Linked DNA regions of Mus musculus: all the other regions are linked to region 3. The links are chromatin contacts, called in public HiChIP or PLAC-seq and promoter capture Hi-C maps. All regions are on one chromosome and are shown on one strand. The core of a region is the stretch at or near the end of the contact, and the rest is flanking DNA. Distances in the headings are between cores, read along the strand shown. Region 1 overlaps Erc1 (ELKS/RAB6-interacting/CAST family member 1). Region 2 overlaps Erc1 (ELKS/RAB6-interacting/CAST family member 1). Region 3 holds the start of Wnt5b (wingless-type MMTV integration site family, member 5B).

Region 1 (4,491 bases), core at 1,431-3,930, 130 kb after region 3:
ATAATACCTTAAGTAGAAGGCCATCAAGTAGAGTCACTGTTTTCTATTCATGATAGCTATAAAGTACTGTGAACACTGAATTAGCAAATTCTGAGAAGAGAATCAAGAGAAGAATGAAAGAACTAGGTTCACAGAAGTATCTGGCCATAGCACTTTGACAACCAAATCTCGTTCTATGTATGTTTCTACCTAAAGGAATCTTATTTTATATAATAACAAATAGACATACAACAAACTCATAGCAAAAAGCTCTGTATGTATCTAATACACTGGTGAAGGTTATCTAATACAAGTATTAGATATTCTCTGTAAGGAATAGCTTAGTATTTTGGGACTTAGGACCCTGTACACCCTACAAGCCCTAGGCTTAAAGCTTTGCAAGATCCCCAGTTTTGTTTTTTGTTTTTGCAAACCTGTGGGAAAGATGGTGCTAAAGACCATGTGAAGTCAGCTGTCTACAGTACAACACCCAAACCAGAAAGACAAAGTGTTACCTTTTCTGTCTCTAAATTAAAATATGACTCAAATTGTTTGCTACTCTGTCCAGATGTGAAGAACTGAACATGTCCCAAGTGTTGGTTTGGGGTTGCAAATATGCTTTAGCGGCGAGTAAACTCACAAATAGAGCTTTTACTAATAGAGGATCAACTGGACTTGTTTCTAAAATGTATTCAGTGAAAGCAAATATTTGTCTTCTACCCCATAATCAGTATTACTTTCTTTAGCATGACCATGGTATGACACAGGCTACTCCCTGACAGTGTTGCTGTTTTGGACAAGAAGCAATGTGGTTGTATATGAACCCAAAGTGAGTCTATCACCAGGTGGACATACCCAACTGTGCATTAGGAACAATATTGTAAACTCTTAAATAGAACATGTAAAATAAATCATGGGTTTAATTATCTAAACTAAATTTAGAAATTGAAACAAGAAATTACAATTCCTAATTCTTTATTCCAAGAGGTTATATTTTATGAAAACTCTTTTGCCATCTCTAAAATAAGCTCTAAGAAGAACCCAAAACTAAAAAGGTTAGGAAACATGAAGTCCTAATTGCAGTTATTATCAGTTTACAACTGTAAATGCTTAATTTCATATTTAAGAATCTATCACTGGTTTTATATAGTCAACTTTTTGAAAGTTAAAAATAAAAGTTTATTTAATAGTCATTCTGAAGGAGCAGAAGATTTGGCTAGAGAGACATGGAAACATTATTGCTTAATAAATTCCAACAGTTTACTAGCTAGTACTTAAGAGTTCGAGTTTCCATTACAAAGAACTATAGTGAACACAACTGCAGAAAAGATCTAGAGAAACATAAAATTATCATTTTAAGAAAGGCAATGGTACTATCTAAATTGTTATGTCTACCTTCCTCTTCTCTCCTACTCTTTCAATGCACTAGACATCAAAATGACAAACATAAAAAATGTATGCTTTCAATAAGCCCAAAATATGAGAGAGGTAAATAAAAGACAAGGTTTTATTTGTAACATCGCCAAACTGTCTTGCTAGTGAGGCCGCGCAGTGGGTAGAGATCACTTGCTGTCCTATGATGTAAGCCTGACTACCTGAGTTTGAGCTCAGGGACCCAAGCAAACGTGGAATGAAAGAACTGATACCATCTCCAACCAGCTAACACCTCAGATTTCTACTTATGGTTGAGTGGGTAAACTGTGGTATAGTCACAGGATGGAATGCAACATAGCAAGTGTAAATGAGCTACTGTTACACATACACGGAATGAAGCACGGGTGCATACAGAAGAAGACACACTACAGAAGGGGTGTGAGAGGGCTGTGAGGTAAGTGGATAGGGACAGTAAAGACGGGAGGGTCACTTAGGGGCAGGTAAGTATCCCCACGCCTGCGAATCACCTATAAAGCACAACTATGGTTCTGACAAGAAAAAAGACAAGAGAAGAAATCAAGCAGACATGGACTGGACACGGTACCAGAATTCTTGAGAATAGAGGAAGGGCTTAAAGATAAGCTCTAGTGTTATTTTAGAAGAAGTGGGGACATTTTATTTCAGGTAGTAATTTTAATGTTACTATAAAAACCTCATTTGGGGTGTTTTATGAATAGTTTTATATTATATAGGTAGTATGGAATGTAAGTCTGATATATAATTATATACCATTTAGTTTTGCTTGCTGTATATTGCATGCAGAAACTAAAATGTTTATAGGTAAACCAACCAGACAACAAGATGATACAGAAAATTCCTCAAAATCGCTGGAGTTGGTAGGAGCTCCAGGGTAGATTGGTTATTATTACAGAAACCTTTGGGATTAAACTTTCTAGCCCTTTCTAATCTGACATTCTTGATTTAAAAAAAAAACAACTAAATAAAATCTTTGAGATTCAAATTACTTGGAAAAACTCAGTTAATGAATTTGGAAGGAAGAGAGGGTCTCTTGAAGCTCTTCCACTGTGGTTCATAAAATAAGTTTAAAGTTGCTATATCTCTGTGAGTGTGTCTCCATTATCATTACTGCCAAATGTATTCTTCAGGAGTCCCTCAGACGCTCTCAGAGGCTAATAATTCTGGCTTATAAGAATATACTGCATGCTACACATGCCCGTGTCTTCAGGCCGTTCAAGAGTATGCTCATCCTGAAAATGTGTGAACTCTGTCTGAGAACAACTGCATGAGTCACAGCTTCCAAACAGCTATTTTGCACCTTGAAACTTTATACCAGTTCACTTCTATATTCATCTCGACATGGATCAGTTCCCAAGCTGTGTTTACTTTTCCACTGTCTGCAAATATTTTTATGACTTCTTTTGAAGTGACTGTCACAAAACCAAGTCAGGGTCATGGCCTCTTTCCTAGTAAAACAAAGACTTCTGCCTCCACATTCAATTTGAAGAGAGGAAAAGACAATGTGTATTCTATGTTAAATGCTATCTGTATAAAGATAAGCTCTAAGGCAGTGGTTCTCAACTTGTGCTTTGCCAGCCCTGGGGGATTCAACAGATTGCTTCACAGGGGTCACCTGAGACCAAAGGAAAAAGCACAGATATTTACAATTCATAACAGTAGCAAAATTACAGTTATGAAGTAGCAACAAAAAATAATTTTATGATTGGGGGTCACCACAACATAAAAAACTGTATTAAAAAGTCGCAGTAGGAAGGGTGAGAAGTACTGGGCTAAGTTATTTCATAATTGGCAGAATAGATTAAATGAGCTTAATTATGCATTATGAGTAGGCCTGTAAATTCTGTACTTTTAAAGTAATTTCTCACAAATTTATGAGACAGACATTTACTACTTTATATACATGAAATGAGAGCACAATAATGTCAGTGTCACACATTGTATAATTAAATCCAATTCTAAGTTGAAAACTCATGCTTTTATTGCTATATTAAAGAAACATAATATTAAAATATTATATAGGTAATACATTCACTCCCCACCTTTCTCCATGCAGATTAGATTTTTAACACAGCTACGCATGTGATTTACCAGTCAGACTATAAACTCAGGTCTCATTCATACGGTTTTTCAAAAAGTATAAAGAATATATAAACGTAGTCAAAGCATGACACTGCATGCTTATGATACTAGTGTGGAGGGAACTTAGACAGCAGGGTTGAGATTCAAGAGCACTTTAGACTATACACTGTGATTCTGTCTCAAAATATTGTGCTTTATAGTTAAAAGACAAAAAAAAAAAAAACAAAAAAACAAAAAAAAAACCTTCACTCATGCTTGTTCTTACTGCCCCAGGTTAATGGTCATTATATGCCCAGCTTCAAATTTCCTTCTTTTAAAACAAATAGTAGTATATAACATTCCCATGCTGTTATTTTCATTTAATGGTATCAACTAGAAGATTTGTGTGGTGATATATACCTGAAATCAGATATCAAACAGAAACAAGTATCAACTTGGACTTGAAGTCCTCTGATCTTATGGTTCTACTTTGCAAATTTTATTCTGCAGATGTACACATATGAAATGACTTTGGCTTAAGATTATTTTCATGCTAATGAAAATCTGCATTCATATAAACTTTTACTAAATAACATATATAATAGAGGAATTTTAAAAGTAATTTAATTATTTACCAAGGGAAGAACAGTTAAATGTATTATGGAATACCATTCCCAAAGATAGGAGAGTTAACTGTGATATAGAAGGATAATACAAATGTAAACCTAAGTCAGCAGAAATTTAGTAAGTAGATATGGATATTGTCTAGTACATATAAGAATATAAAATTCTATAATACTATGTGGGGAGAGACTAATATTGGCAGCAATTCAGTAAGAGGTATCAAAGTTAAGTATGTATGTCAGACAGTGGTGGCGCATGCCTTTAACCCCAGCACTTGGGAGGCAGAGGCAGGCGGATTTCTGAGTTCGAGGCCAGTCTCGTCTACAGAGTGAGTTCTAAGACAGCCATGGTTATTCAGAGAAACCTGTCTCAAAACAAACAAACAAACAAACAAACAAACAATGTATATGTTCTTAT
Region 2 (4,500 bases), core at 119-2,618, 91 kb after region 3:
AACCAAATGGGTGCCTTATCCTCATGTTCTCCACACCCTAAAGGTGACACATTCTTTCCTCAGAATGCAAGAAACAATCCTCTCCCATTGCCATCTGGGAATCAGAGACTGCCTGACTTGCAAGCATTTACTATGGACTCATCAACCCCCTGGCATACAAACTCTCCCTTTCCTGTAAGAAGGCAACCTCACTTTGTCCTTTGGGCCTCAGCTTTCCTCAGGACCTTTGCCATGCCTGTCTTGTTAATAACTCTTGTAATAAACCAAGCTCTTATTTACATGAACAATCTGCCTCGGGGTTCTCTTGAGCCCAAACCTGAGACTTTGCACTCTCGTTATGTTTTAGATGTTATATAGTGAAGCACAGCAATACACCTCTACTGCTTTGCTGTAGCTAGTACCTCTGCTGTATGCATTCCCAAGGTTTTCAGATATTTAGCAATGGTTAAAACTACCTGGAACTACTAAGCCTTTACTTGGGTTCCTTGCAAGATCTGGTAGGACAAAAGCCCTATGCTCAGGTCTAGCATGGAGAGTTACACTTATCATCTATGTCCCACAGCTCTCCCTTTACTAGTCCTGGGGAGGCAGGAGAGATGTCCTGGCTCCTCACAGTTGACTGTTGCTGAATAAAGTCTCTTTTGCAAGCTTGTCCTCTTGCTAGTACACATACTGGGTGTGGAGCAAACTGGATCTCTTTGGGCGAACCGCCTTGAAAACACTGTGGAGCTTCTCCCTCTTCTTTGCTCATGGAGACTGACCTCAGGGCCTTGAGTTCCACCACTGAGTTAAATCCTTTGAAAAGGTTTAAGACAAGGCAGGGATGTGTAAGCCACAGCAACAGCTTTAAACTTGGTGGGATCACCCTTGCTGCTCTCCTGGAACATCTGACAGGAAGGACTGATTACACGGTGAGCTGGTTATTAGGTGCTTATTAGACCCACTGTGAAAAAGTTGAAACTTGTTTAAAATGTTGTGTTTTCAGAGGCAAAAAATCAGAATGAAACAAAACAGTTAAGTTGTGAAAGAAACTGGGTTTAGTTGTTGTCTATTGAAAACAGTCTTTGTAAGAAGATACTTTTTGATAAAAGTACTATTTTTCTGATGAAAACAGAGAAACAGAAAAGAATATAAAAAAAGTCAGAAGTGATCATTTTTAGGAAAAGATACAGAAATCAGAAGTTGATCACAACAGAGTGCTCCCGACTAGAGGCTGCCCCCAGATGGAGTCCTGCTAGCACAAGCAGCCTCACTGTTTGCCTGGAGAGCCCCAAGAGAGCAACTAGGAAGACACAAGGGAGAACCCCCAGAGGATCAGAGGACAAAATGTCAGCGCACTTCCTGCCGAGTCACTCTCCCTATTCTGAGTCTATTCCTCAGTTAACAAACAAACACCCCACCCCATCAACCATGGATACAAACATTTCAGTGGTTAGCAACCCCTATTTCCTGAGTAAGTTGCAGCAGAAAGGCAAGTCATTAAAGTGGCTAGTCACTCTGTCCCTGGTGCTGTAAACTACACCAGCTGAACTTGCTCTTTGACCTGCATAGACTAATGGAATCAAGATGTGCACTACTGTGGCATGTGAGCTCCAGGAAATAGTAAGACCTCCCCTCTGTTCCTTTCCCCATTCTGGGCAAATTTCAGAAACCAGAGACAAATATCAAAGGCAAAGAAAGCTGAGCATCCTTTGATGATTTCGGAATCTTTAACACATTGGCCTTCCAGCACCAGTAAGTAAGAAACTGCAACCAAGACTGAAACAGTGACTTGGCGGGAGTGCTAAGCATGTGTGTGTTCCACAGAAGCACACTGAAGTACACGGGACATGAATTAAGGAGCATAACCAACAATGTTTACCATCCCCTCCTTGTCCAAGTATGAATTCCAAGTTGGATAGCTGCAGAATTATATACAATATACTCCACAATCCTGAAAGCTTTTGGGGAAAAGATCAGATGAAAGAAGGAGGCCAGTGGCTTAGCATGCTAATACCATGGGGTAAGCTCACCGTGTAATCAGTCCTTCCTGTCAGATGTTCCAGGAGAGCAGCAAGGGTGATCCCACCAAGTTTAAAGCTGTTGCTGTGGCTTACACATCCTTGCCTTGTCTTAAACCTTTTCAAAGGATTTAATTCAGTGGTGGAACTCAAGGCCCTGAGGTCAGGCTCCATGAGCAATACCATGCTAATACCATGGGTGAAGAGGCATAGGTTAATTGTCAACAACCCATATTAAATAGGAAATCCACATTCTCTTATTAATGGATTACATGCACTTTGATTCTGTTGCCTTATTATTTAACTCACTAGCTATCCAGAGATTATAGGCGATTTCTGGGATATCTGTTTTGTTCTTCTATCTCATGCCCTGAAGATGTCCACTCAACTATAATTTCCTCCCTTCTCTGCAGAGGTCTCAGTGTATGCAAGACACATTAACCTGTTTAACCTTTGTGAAAGGCCTGCTGAGGTAACTCCCTAACGATTCCAGCATCTCTACTTACTTTGAGGCTCCCCACCCTCAACTCTGTGAAGCAGTTATCACACATAGCAGTAGTGATCTGTATTCCACGACTACACTGCCTTGTACAACAGTACATGAACTCAATTCTGGAATTAATGAAAGCTTCATTTTATTAGTATACAGAGATATTTGCTTAACAATTAATTTAGCAAAAGTTATTAACTTTCCTTCTTTTGTGAAATACAGCTATTTATTCTTTAAGTAAGGTAAGCTTAAAGAAAATTCATTGTTATATAAAACATTTATTTGAAAGAAACAATAAGGCAAAAGACACCGTCAATAAGACAAAAAGACCACCAACAGATTGGGAAAGGATCTTTACCTATCCTAAATCAGATAGGGGACTAGTATCCAACATATATAAAGAACTCAAGAAGGTGGACTTCAGAAAATCGAATAACCCCATTAAAAAATGGGGCTCAGAACTGAACAAAGAATTCTCACCTGAGGAATACCGAATGGCTGAGAAACACCTGAAAAAAAGTTCAGCATCCTTAATCATCAGGGAAATGCAAATCAAAACAACCCTGAGATTCCATCTCACACCAGTCAGAATGTCTAAGATCAAAAATTCAGGTGACAGCAGATGCTGGCATGGATGTGGAGAAAGAGGAACACTCCTCCATTGTTGGTGGGATTGCAGGCTTGTACAACCACTCTGGAAATCAGTCTGGCGGCTCCTCAGAAAATTGGACATAGTACTACCAGAGGATCCAGCAATACCTCTCCTGGGCATATATCCAGAAGATGCCCCAACTGGTAAGAAGGACACATGCTCCACTATCTTCATAGCAGCCTTATTTATAATAGCCAGAAGCTGGAAAGAACCCAGATGCCCCTCAACAGAGGAATGGATACAGAAAATGTGGTACATCTACACAATGGAGTACTACTCAGCTATTAAAAAGAATGAATTTATGAAATTCCTAGGCAAATGGATGGACCTGGAGGGCATCATCCTGAGTGAGGTAACACATTCACAAAGGAACTCACACAATATGTACTCACTGATAAGTGGATATTAGCCCCAAACCTAGGATTCCCAAGATATAAGATACAATTTGCTAAACACATGAAACTCAAGAAGAATGAAGACTGAAGTGTGGACACTATGCCCCTCCTTAGAATTGGGAACAAAACACCCATGGAAGGAGTTACAGAGACAAAGTTTGGAGCTGAGATGAAAGGATGGACCATGTAGAGACTGCCATATCCAGGGATCCACCCCATAATCAGCATCCAAACGCTGACACCATTGCATACACTAGCAAGATTTTATCGAAAGGACCCAGATGTAGCTGTCTCTTGTGAGACTATGCCGGGGCCTAGCAAACACAGAAGTGGATGCTCACAGTCAGCTAATGGATGGATCACAGGGCTCCCAATGGAGGAGCTAGAGAAAGAACCCAAGGAGTTAAAGGGATCTGCAACCCTATAGGTGGAACAACATTATGAACTAACCAGTACCGCGGAGCTCTTGACTCTAGCTGCATATGTATCAAAAGATGGCCTAGTCGGCCATCACTGGAAAGAGAGGCCCATTGGACTTGCAAACTTTATATGCCCCAGTACAGGGGAACGCCAGGGCCAAAAAGGGGGAGTGGGTGGGTAGGGGAGTGGGGGTGGGTGGGTATGGGGGACTTTTGGTATAGCATTGGAAATGTAAATGAGCTAAATACCTAATAAAAAATGGAAAAAAAAGAAACAATAAAGTTATACTAAAGGTGCTTACAAAATCAGCTTCAAAGCCTCTGTGTGTGTGTGGGGGGGAGGGTGTGGGGTGTAGACAGATTTTCTCTGTGTAATAAGAACTGGCTGTCCTAGACTTGATTTGTAGGCCAGGCTGGCCTTGAACTCAGAGAGATCTGACTGCCTCTCTCTCCTGAGTACTGGGATGAGAGGCATGCACAACCATGCCCAGCCTATTTATTATATTCTCTGCCCCCCTTTTCAAGATGCTCTTTTTTTAAAAAA
Region 3 (4,182 bases), core at 23-2,522:
ACCTGCCTAAGTGCTGATCTCTGGCAAGGAGTGAGCCCCTGCTTGCTTGCTATCTCTGTTCCTATATTGACAGCCAGAACACCAAAGTTCTGGCAAATGGGAGCCTTTCTCTGAGGTGGCCTGAGTAGTTGAGGAGACTGCTAACTTGACCCTGGGTCTTTTTTTCTTCCAGGTACCAGGCTGAAACTGCTCAAGGTGGCAGCTGCTGAAAGCTTTGCCAACGTGGCCTGGCAGTGCAAAAGCATTGAAAAGGGACCTTGGTTATGGGGACAAACGTTTCCTCCTCCATCGATTCACTGTGCAACTCACCCTGGGCTTGAGCCACTTCAGTTTCTCTGCCTGCAAAACAGAACCGATCGTTCTAGAAGCAAAGTGAGCAGTGTTCAACAATGACTTGTGAGGATGCAAATACCCAAGAAAGTTGGGTCTGACCAGAGTGTTGGGCCAGATACCCTCTGAGGCGCCCCGCGAGGATGGACAGAGAGATGCAGAGGAGCAGTCGAGAACCAGACAGCACCACGTCTCCAGTGTGTGACCCGCGGTGGCCTGGGACAGGAACTTGGGCTAAAGTCATCCCTTCGCAGTACCTGTCGGAGACACTCCGCGCCGTTCGTCGCGCGCAAAACTGCAGCTGGGCCCCGGCGAGCCAGGAAAAGCGGAGCAGCTCCGGGTTCCCCGCTTCGCGGAGGCGACGCGCAGCGCCCCGGGGGCCAGTCCCGCTCCGGGCCAGGCGCCGTACGAGCGCAGAGCCCCTGGACGCTCGCGCCCCACCTGCCCGCGCCAGGCACCCGCGCGCGGCCCCAGCTTTGTTCGCAACGGCCCGCGGAGCCCGTCGCCGCGCGCCCCTTTCCCGCCACCTGGCCACACAGCGCCCTCGGCCGGCGCGGGGCCGACTCCCGAGCTTACCTGCGGGGGCTGCGGCGTCGGGTCGTCCACGGGACGGGGCAGCCTCGGCTCAGCGCGCGGGCCGCTCGCGCAGCCGCCCCGCACTCCTCATCCGCGGCCGGAGCCTGCCCGCCCGGAGTGCCCGGTCCGCCCTGATGGGCGCTGGGCGCCCGGAGCTCCGACTCGGCCGCAGGCTGCGCGGTCTCGGGGTCCGGGGAGACGCGTTGTCCCCACCGTCCCTTCAGGCGCCGCTAGCGCCACCGGCCTGGAGCGCGGGACCCCGAGAAGTTTCGGCCCCGACTTAGCGGCACCGTTGGCGGCCACGGCTCGAGTGCAGCGCCGGCGCGGGGCGCGCGATCCCGGGGCTCCGCCGCCTGCGCCCCGCCCCGCCCCGCGCCGCCTCCCCGCCCCCCGCAGCCCGCGGCCGCGCGCGACGCCCAGCTCCGGAGGGCTCCTCCCCGGAGCCGGACCGGCCCCCGCACCTGCCTTCCGCGCCCCTCCGCGCCCACTGTCCCGCAGACTCTGCGGGGACAGAGCACTGCAACCGCGCGTGGACGTGGAGCGCGGACGCGTGACTCACCTTTTGGTGACACCCTTTGGAGTCCGGAGCTGCGAAGCGACCCGGGAGCTATTTCCACTCTGCAAACCCCGGTCCGGACCCACACAGGCAGGTCTCAGACTGGGACTCTGATGCCTGGATTGTTCTAGCGGGAAAGGCTTCTGTCAGGACTTAGGGCCCAGTTAGTCTCCGGATAAACATGAGGCACATAAAAGGACCCTACCGTTAGTAGCCTGCAAAGGTCACTAGAGGCCAGTGTTTGGCCTTAGCTCAGGGCAGAATTTAAACACTTTTATGGCGGTTCCTATAGTCTGTTAGTCTGTTTCCTCACAGAACACCACAGTGAGCTGCCCAAGGAACCGGAAAAGGTGAAAGGAATTAGAAGAGGCTTTGGGGAGTCCAGGCCTCCAGCTGGTGGCAGAACCCTGTTCCAGATCCTGGTTACATGGTGCCCACCACGAGCACATGATCTGAATCCATTCTGCAGGTTGTGAGTTTGTCACCCTGCTAAAGAAATTCCCTCGAAATTCAGTTCGGTGAGGGGAAGGAACCAGCAGTAATAATCAAAGACACTGTACTTTTGACCTAGAAACCAAAGAAGGGGACAGAATCCCCCTTCTGGGCATTAAAAAGACAAGGAACTCATCACACTGAGGAGGTGTAAGGAGCTGTTGTTCTCAGGGGTCACAATAGGAAGAGTTAAGGGATATTTTCATCAAATGATCCCTTAATTGGAAAGAAAGGCTCTTGGAATTGGGGTGGCAGCAGCCCAGGTACTCCGGGACTTTTCTCACTTGGAAGTGAGCGTGGTTTACAAGATCTGGTCCAGCCAGTAAATCAATGCCTTATGATAATTATAGGACCCTGCCCTCTCAGGGAGTCCAGTTCAAGGGCTTTATCCTTGGGGACACATGGGACAAGGGGAGAGCCATCTAAAACAAGCACAAAATCTCTGAGTTGGCTTTGTCAGTTTATAATTGGCTCCAGTATTTCCCTCTAGTGAATCATTCGTTCTGGGCTTCTGGCTTTGTGGAAGTTTCAGGGAAAACCTGGAGGTTGTAATCACTCCAGAAGGCCACCTGGGAACAAAACCTGAATGCTGCCTGGGGTTCAATCCGTGAGCTCTCACCATCCGGAAGTTTAAAGTCTAGAGAAACAGGATGTGGGGAGGTGGACCCCTAGAATGCTCATGCTCGCCCAGGGTCATTTTGCTCTGCCTGCCCCTCGCTGACAGCGTGAGAGAAGCAACTCAGCCAGCAGCCAGCACATCCCTCCTTCCCTCCTTTGTCCAAGATACATCAGATAGTGGCCCTGTGGGAAGCCCTTGCTCAGCTAAGATGCATATCATGAGCAGGCTGCATAGCCTGGGCCGTGAGCTAGCGAGGTCTATACAGAACCTGTGCTCCAGAGGCTGGCAAGAAGGTCTGCTTTAGATTGATTGGCAATCTGGCAGGATCTAGTATTGCCTTGGAGACAAATTTCTGGGCATGTCTTTGGATGATTTTTCTAGGCTGGTTAGTTGAGGGGAAAGATGCCCACTAAATGATGGAATGAGTAGGAGATAGCCAGTTGGACATGAGTATCTATCGCTGTCCACTTCTTGACCACAGATGTAATGTAGCCAGCCACCTCCAGCCTTGCCATGATGACCAGACGCACTACAGAGTGAGACCCTGTCTCAAAACAACCAAATAATAATATAAAATAATAAAGAAAAAGAAGGAAGGACAAGAAGTTTGTCATCGGCATGGACTACACAGTGAGGTCCTACATCAAAAGGAGGAGGAGGAGGAGGAGGAAAAGGAGGAGGAGGAAGAGGAGCAGGAAGGAGAGGAGGAGGAAGGAGAAGAGGAGAAAGAGGGGGAGGAAGAGAAGGAAGAGGAAGCATCAACAACAGCTGGGCTTTGGTGGTGCATGCCTTTAATCCCAACACTCAGAGGCAGAGGCAGGCAGATTTCTATGAGTTTGGGAGCAGACTGGTCTATAGGATGAGTTCCAGGATAGCCAGGGCTACACAGAGAAACCTATTTTGAAAAACCAAAATAAATAAGTAGATACATAAATAAATACATAAATGAAGGGAAGGAGAGAAGGGGAGAGAGTGGGCAGATGGGAGGGAAAGGAAGGCAAGCCTGGGAAAACTAGGAAAAAATAGTTGGTCCTACAGGAATTTCAGTGACCTCAGCTCTGATTACTGAAGGGACTGTCTTCAGAACGCACAGGCCAGCACCCATACTTGGAGGTCTCTTCTAAGCCATAACAACTAAAGAGGAAAGGGGGACCCCTTGACTCTTGGGGCTTTCTCTTTGGCCTATCCTTAGGTCAGCTGTTGCCAGACCCAAGGCCATGGGGGAGATCTTTGGACAGCTGGTTCTCTATGCAGAACACCTTCAGGTGGTAATCCTCTAGGCCAACCAAGGCTGCTCACAGGGACCATTGCAAAGCGTTTGTTTTGGATACACAGAAAGTGTTCCCTTCCGGGAGGGAGGGGGTGGACTGAACCTGCAAAACCTAGAACAAGACCATGAGGTAAAGCTGACGACTTTCAGCCTGACAGCTGTCCTTCAGTCCCTGACCCGCAGTGCGCTTGGTATAAAGCATTTGTCTTCTGCTGGTTCTCTGAGTATAACACAGAAGCTCGAGTTATTTCTAAGAATAAGAGCTTTCAAAAGTAGTGAATCTGACCCAATATCCACCCAATATCCACCATGGACTACCCAGACTCACAATAGCTGGGA

What was found. Promoter capture Hi-C pulls out the DNA fragments that hold promoters and counts their contacts. HiChIP or PLAC-seq counts read pairs in DNA pulled down with a chosen protein or histone mark.
Region 1: a contact with region 3 is called in a promoter capture Hi-C map of liver, with 2.1 times the contacts expected there. The contact joins the enhancer-like site here to the promoter of Wnt5b in region 3. A contact is called at or near these places in 9 of 39 promoter capture datasets (the C10 cell line, the HPC-7 cell line, embryonic stem cells and 5 more), 1 of 115 datasets of contacts at active chromatin or transcription factors (pancreatic cancer cells) and 2 of 9 other capture datasets (adipose tissue and embryonic stem cells).
Region 2: a contact with region 3 is called in an H3K4me3 HiChIP or PLAC-seq map of the 230-238 cell line, with 15 read pairs. The contact joins the enhancer-like site here to the promoter of Wnt5b in region 3. A contact is called at or near these places in 10 of 39 promoter capture datasets (the 3T3-L1 cell line, HPC-7-derived erythroid cells, cranial neural crest and 4 more), 1 of 484 Hi-C or Micro-C datasets (uterus), 5 of 115 datasets of contacts at active chromatin or transcription factors (the 230-238 cell line, DN3 thymocytes, forebrain and 2 more) and 3 of 9 other capture datasets (adipose tissue, liver and pancreatic islet).

Annotation. Positions count from the first base shown.
Region 1 is chr6:119,667,206-119,671,696 of GRCm38.p6, forward strand. The region is part of intron 17 of Erc1 (ELKS/RAB6-interacting/CAST family member 1); the gene reads right to left. Among named protein-coding and RNA genes, the nearest start is that of Wnt5b, 130 kb to the left of the region's middle. Within about 2 kb of position 2,681, at least 8 of the 459 cell types and tissues checked have an H3K27ac peak or open chromatin away from gene starts, as enhancers often do. A contact at or near this core is called in liver, where this site is marked.
Region 2 is chr6:119,634,398-119,638,897 of GRCm38.p6, forward strand. The region is part of intron 17 of Erc1 (ELKS/RAB6-interacting/CAST family member 1); the gene reads right to left. Among named protein-coding and RNA genes, the nearest start is that of Wnt5b, 92 kb to the left of the region's middle. Within about 2 kb of position 1,369, at least 94 of the 459 cell types and tissues checked have an H3K27ac peak or open chromatin away from gene starts, as enhancers often do. A contact at or near this core is called in the 230-238 cell line, adipose tissue, embryonic stem cells and 2 more, where this site is marked.
Region 3 is chr6:119,543,075-119,547,256 of GRCm38.p6, forward strand. It overlaps Wnt5b (wingless-type MMTV integration site family, member 5B), which reads right to left and starts at 1,273. Exons shown (of 5, transcript NM_009525.3): 1 at 907-1,273. It overlaps Gm52875, which reads left to right. Exons shown (of 2, transcript XM_030255703.1): 2 at 173-1,273. The coding sequence starts at 474. The coding sequence ends at 1,190.